Linked DNA regions of Mus musculus: region 1 is linked to region 2. The links are chromatin contacts, called in public HiChIP or PLAC-seq maps. All regions are on one chromosome and are shown on one strand. The core of a region is the stretch at or near the end of the contact, and the rest is flanking DNA. Distances in the headings are between cores, read along the strand shown. Region 1 holds the start of Ptpn7 (protein tyrosine phosphatase, non-receptor type 7). Region 2 overlaps Adipor1 (adiponectin receptor 1).

What was found. HiChIP or PLAC-seq counts read pairs in DNA pulled down with a chosen protein or histone mark.
Region 1: a contact with region 2 is called in an H3K4me3 HiChIP or PLAC-seq map of bone marrow-derived macrophages, with 3 times the contacts expected there. The contact joins the promoter of Ptpn7 here to the enhancer-like site in region 2. A contact is called at or near these places in 2 of 39 promoter capture datasets (the SN4741 cell line and second pharyngeal arch cranial neural crest), 3 of 484 Hi-C or Micro-C datasets (the G1E-ER4 cell line, LSK cells and natural killer cells) and 7 of 115 datasets of contacts at active chromatin or transcription factors (the 230-238 cell line, astrocytes, bone marrow-derived macrophages and 4 more).

The regions. Positions count from the first base shown.
Region 1 is chr1:135,131,091-135,133,996 of GRCm38.p6, forward strand. It overlaps Ptpn7 (protein tyrosine phosphatase, non-receptor type 7), which reads left to right and starts at 1,610. Exons shown (of 10, transcript NM_177081.4): 1 at 1,610-1,700; 2 at 2,660-2,833. The coding sequence starts at 2,712. It also overlaps the pseudogene Ptprv.
Region 2 is chr1:134,419,052-134,421,888 of GRCm38.p6, forward strand. All of the region lies in intron 1 of Adipor1 (adiponectin receptor 1), which reads left to right. Among named protein-coding and RNA genes, the nearest start is that of Adipor1, 5.1 kb to the left of the region's middle. Within about 2 kb of position 1,275, at least 82 of the 459 cell types and tissues checked have an H3K27ac peak or open chromatin away from gene starts, as enhancers often do. A contact at or near this core is called in the G1E-ER4 cell line and bone marrow-derived macrophages, where this site is marked.

The DNA of each region.
Region 1 (2,906 bases), core at 360-2,859, 710 kb after region 2:
CTAGAACCCCACCGGGTCCTCACTGTGAGGGTCAAGAGGTGTGCTCACAGCCAGCAGGCTAACACTGTGAACTGAGGATGCTAGGCAGACCGGTGGGGGAGGGCTTTGCCTACTTCCTTCTCCCCGCCCCTGTGGTATCCTCACTTCCTTTTCTTGATCCTAATCAACAGCTGGCCCCAGGGCGGGTGGCTCTCTTTCCACTCTGCTCCCACTCCCTCCACTATCTGCCAGGGCAGACGCTCCTGTGGGGAGGTCCAGGCAGAGCCCAGTCTCCCTGTCCCTGTGCTCGGGTGTGCAGGGATTCCCAGGCTCCTGCTGCTGTCATCTCATCCTGGCATCAGGGCCAACCACTTCCCAACTCCACTGAGCTTCCCCCTCAGGAAATCCCACCTAGTCCTCTCAGGAGAGCAGGCACAGAGAAAAGGGAGCCAGAACCAACCAACCAGCCATGGAGAGGCTGGGAGAACCACCCTCTGACTTACAGCCAAGAACAAAGACAGGTGCCCCAAGCCCTAGGACTTCAAAGGCTCTTCCTGGTCCTCCCCTCCTCCCCGTGGGCCAGAGAAGGGCAGCCCCTCCCCCCCCCTCAGGTGCCATCCCTGTGCTTACTGCACAGCAGCTCTTTTTCGGTGTCACCCGTTTGACAGTTGAATCGGAGAAGTGGGAGGAAGAGAGAGAGGATGTGGAATTCAAGCAGTGGGGCCCAGGAACGCTTTGGGGAACATTACAGAGTGAAGGAGTCTTGCAAGCAAGCATGAACCACGAACCAGTTGGGCTGAGGGCCAGCGAATGGCCTAGCAAAGCCAGGCGGGGGTAGGGGGTGTGTGGAGTTCTAGACTTGGGGACTGCTCCCTTTCCACACCCCAAGCATCCAAGTGGCCCCCTGGTGAAGAGGACCTGGGAAGTCTCTGATGTGAGGGTCACAGCCTTCACCTATCTGTAAGTCTTCAGAGGAGATACAGGGTTCTAAGACACTCCCAGAGGGGTAGTCTGAGGGGCTGCTATGGAAGCCACCCCAGAGTCCTCTCCAGTTAAGCTCTGATACTTGTTCTCTGGTGACAAGCCTATGTCTGCAGGCTGAGGGGCCAGGGAGTTGGAAAGAAGCTTTCCTGCCTAGCCCTGGCCTCTCCTTCCTGTACAGAGCAAGGACTCCTGCCTCCTCTTCCCTGCCACCCCCTATGGCACCTCTGTGACACATCTGCTCTGTTTGGGGGTCTGGGTTTGGCCCTGAATTCCCAGGCTTTGAAGCAACAAAGCTTACAGGGGCAGAAGCTGAGAAGTGGAAATAAGTCTCTAGCCAAGGTCACAACCAGAAGAGCAGCAGAAGGTTCCCCATGGCTATCAAGGAAGAGGTGGGGGTGGGGGACAGCACTTGATGAGGACCCAGAGGAGGAGGCCCGAGGTGGTCAGGGAAGGCCTCATCTCTCGCCGCTTCCCAGAGCCTTGGCATCCAGTGAGGGTGGCGGGACAGCAGCCGCTTGCTCTTAGAGGGCACAGGAAGGATGCACCCGACCCCTGGTGGCAGCTTGTGGCAGGCACAGAAGGGCAGCCCGCAGTTGGGTGTGCGTGGGTGGAAGCCAGGAGGGGCGGAGGGAGGAAGCTGGCTTCCTGAAACCTCTCAGTCCTCAAAGATAGACGGACTGACAGACAGCTGGCAAGAGGCAGCCTGGGGGACATAGCTTCTTCAGTAAGTACTTGAAGTGAGTACAGACATCCTATGGCCCTGGGGTGGGATGGGGGGCTCCAAGGATGGGTTGAAGAAGCATTGAGTTTGGGGCTCCCATGCCTGGCCAGGGCATGAGAAGTGACATATCTGGTGTCCCTGTGACTGGAGGGCTAAGAAGCCACACAGAGTGCCAGGAGAGGAGAGGCTAAAGGCCCCTTCCTGTTGTGGGCAAGTACTGTCCCAGCCACACCTGCATGGGCCCACACTGCTCCCAAAGCTCTGTCCCCATGGGTTAGCGACTCTAACCCCACCACCACGTCACCCATGCCTTAGCTCTGAGAGACAGGGGCTGCCCCCAAAAGGTGATGCCCTCATCACCTCTATGCCCCCTCTCTCTTGTACCCCCAGCTGTAGCCTCACCATGCGCTGGCGCTCTAGGGTTTGATGAGGCCATTTCCTGTGACGGTTGCAGAGGCGGGAGACTGGGGGATGGGAAGGAGGAGGGAGGAAACACCCCTGGGCTACCGCCCTAGACAGAGACCCCAGGAGCCACAACTGATCTTGGAGTGGAACTGCCGACAATGAGAAGACCCTTCTAGAAGTTGGAGCGTGCCTGGATCCCTGACTGGATCCAGTGCTTCTCAAGGCCTCCATTTCTCATTATAGAGAAGCCTGCTAGCTGGCTAGACTCAGAGAGCTGTATGCTTTCTCCCTTTCCTTCTGTGTGGTTAGCAGGCTGTTGGCCTCATGCAGACCCCAGCTTAGAGCCCTGTGGACTTGGGTATCCTCTCTCTTCCTCCTTCTGGATTCCTTCCTATCTTCCCCATACCTGTATTCTCTCTAGTACCTTCCTTCTACTCTAACCCCTAACTGTCCTCTATCCTGCATCCCAACAGAGAGCTGTTGGGCCGCTTGCTTGAGGGAATAGCTGGCTGGCCTGGACTAGAAGCCTTCTTCTAGCTAATGAGGCCTTCGCGGGACCTTGTCTTTCAGGCATGCCTCATGGCTGAATGAGCCTCCCTTGGGCCCAGCAACCTACCCCAGCATGGTCCAGGCCTGTGAGGGGCGCTCCAGAGCACAGCTGCCGACCTTGTCTTTGGGGGCAGACATGACTCAGCCTCCACCCACCAAAGCTCCAGCCAAGAAGCATGTGCGGCTGCAGGAGAGGTGAGATCTTTCACAGGGAGGATCTTCCTAGGCCTGGATCACCGTCCCTTCCCTTCCTTCTTTCCTGTCCAGT
Region 2 (2,837 bases), core at 25-2,524:
CTGGTGATTAAAACTCAACTTTTTCTCCAAGTTTAGTGCGGGATTATCTTATTTGTAGGAACACAAACGCCTCTCCTTCTCCACGGCTTTAGTCTATAACAGCTTACATTTATCCAGTTGGGAAGCTTAGTGGTAAAAGTTTATTAGCTTGAGTGGAAGAAATCCCAGCAAAAATGCCCTCTTGGGTTTGGCCCAGTCATAATTTGCTGTGCTGGGTGTGGCCCATTTGAGAGGAAAGGTGTTTCCTCTAAAATGCATAAGGGTTTAGAGGCAGACACACAGTGGGATTCCAGAGTCTCTTGGAATCAGTCTCACACCTTAGGGCTTTGTGTTGATTTAAATTAAGAGCCTAAGATGCTTGCAATTTCCTGTTGGTGAGTGGTCCATGCTATAGGAGCAATGGTTTCAGGGCCCAGTGTTACTGCTCTCTCCTCTGCCAGACCTCAGATCCCTCCCTCTTCCTTTCCTGTCTCAACTTTTCGTGGTCAATTAGAGAAACAAGCAAAAATACTAGCTTGGATTGTGTCTGATCTTTGTACTCTTATTGTACAACCTGAAGTTTGTGCTATCCTTGTGCCTCTGGTGGAATGTGTAAACAGCACCCAGTGAATTAAATGTGTGACCATTCTGCTTAGAGTTCTCTTCCTACACTGCCTTGCTGGAGCAGTGAGATCATGTCACAAGTTAACTTACCCATCTAGTTATACCAAAGACAGGGACAGAACTTGTTCAACTTCTGTTTTGCACAGGACCTTATAGAACTAACTGCATTCATTATGTATTCAGTGAGTGAATTGGCTTACTCTGGAGGAAAGGATAAGAGATAGCTCCATGGTAGAAAGAAAAGGGCCCCAACCTTGACCAGTGGTATGGTGGTAAATCATGCTTGCTGGCTGGCACGTGGCCCAGTCAGTCACTTTGAAATACGGATTCAGACCAAAACTTTTGATCTGCATCGTTTAGGATGCATGTACTATTGTGCTCCAGAACTCGAATGCCTGTGTGTAGTCTCTCTCCTGTTGCCTGCTTTAGTAACTAGAGGTTTAGTGTTCCCTTCTTTTCAGACTTCTCAAAGATGACCAAAGCTCTTTGTTTGCTTGTTTGTTTGTCTGGGAGCTGTTTATTCAGTAAGACTTCCCTTTGAGGAAGGATGTTTTGAGGTCAGCTGTTAAGATTTCCCAATACTGCTTCTCACATGAGTTGCTTATCCGCTGGGCTTCCCAGGGGCCTCCAGTTTCCTGTTCTTGAGCTCAAGTGTTGATTGTGACTGTGTGTGTTAACAAATGTCTTGTCCCAGGCTTGTGCACTAAAAGGAGGAGGAACTGTCTGTGTTGACATAAAGGTATATTGGGTAATGAGTTATTGTTTGTGTCTCTCTGGAGTCTAGATTTGACTCTTTGAGCTGTGTGTGTGTGTGTGTGTGTGTGTGTGTGTGTGTGTGTGCGTGTGTGTGTGTGTGTGCGCGTGTTTGTGCAGGAATGCATATGAAGCAGAGGATGATGCATGGCTTGTATGAGGATTGCCTTCACCTCAGGGCAGATTAAGATATTAGTCAGGCATCTCCAGAGCCAACAGAAGGCAGGCAGGCAGGCAGATAGGTATGAGCATTTGTTCAGGGAATTAGCCACAAGAATGTGGAGATTAACTCCCAAAATGGACCATCTACAGGCTAGAGAACTAGGGAAGTCATTGGCATAATTACCAACTGAAGGCTGAAAGGTGCTAACCTTAGAGTCCAAAGGCCAGAGATCCTAGAGTTCTGAACAGCTACAAGAGGATTTTATCATTTGTTTGTTTGAGGCAGGGTATCACTGTGTAGCTCTGGCTGGCCCAGAACTTCCTATGTAAACTAGGCTGGTCTTGAACTCACCAAGATCCACCTGCCTCTGCCTCCTGAGTGCTGGATTAAATAAAGTTGCATTACCACCATACCCTCAAAGTTCCCTCTTCTTCTGTTTCATTCTACCTGTGGGGTAGCCAGTTAGATAATGCTCACTCATGGGTGAGAGCATATCCTCTTCTCTCGGGTCACTAAATCAAATGCCAGCCTCTTCCTGAAACCCCACACCCCCGAGAATGCTTTACCAACTATCTGGACGCCCCTTAATCCAGTCACTGATCCCTAAGATTAACCATAACCTACATATACCTAATTATAATCCCTGAGAGGGAATTGAGATTACTCTTGGGTAAAAACTAGTCCAGATGCCAAAGATGTTTGTTTACATAGTGAGCTGCCATGGGTGAAGCAGTGTCTCTCCAGGGAATAGTCATGTTTACTTCCCACCATGAAGGAGGCAGTCTCCCAAGTTTAAATGTCTCTCTCATCATATAACCCACGGTGCTGTCTTTGGGTTGCCCTGTGGTATTCTTCTGGCTCGGGGTGTTGCTATGAAGTAACAAAGCCCTGCCTCTGGAAGGAAGAAGACTTAGAAATACCACATAGAAGTCTTAGGAAACTTTGCTTTGCTTTATTCTTCTCTGAAGCCTAATTTGAAAATATTACATTAAAAAGGCCAGTGCAGAAAATCCTACAATGTTTGAGAATGTGCTGGGAGTCTGAATTCTGATTCTTCCTTAAGGATCGTGCATGACTGTGTCTAGTTTATACAAAGTATTTTGAGTGGGGCTTAGATTTATGGGCTGTGGTGGTTGGGACGCGCTCTTGCAGAGCCGGTGATTTAGGGGTGTGTGTGTGGCAAAGGGCGGACTTGGGGAGCCTCCTTGTCTTTTAAACTTCCTGCTTCCGGGTAGATCATTGCTTGCTGTGAGGAGTGTGATGAAGGCTTCTTATTAGAGCCTTGAGCCCAGGCTGTAACCCTGAAAATGAGCGGATT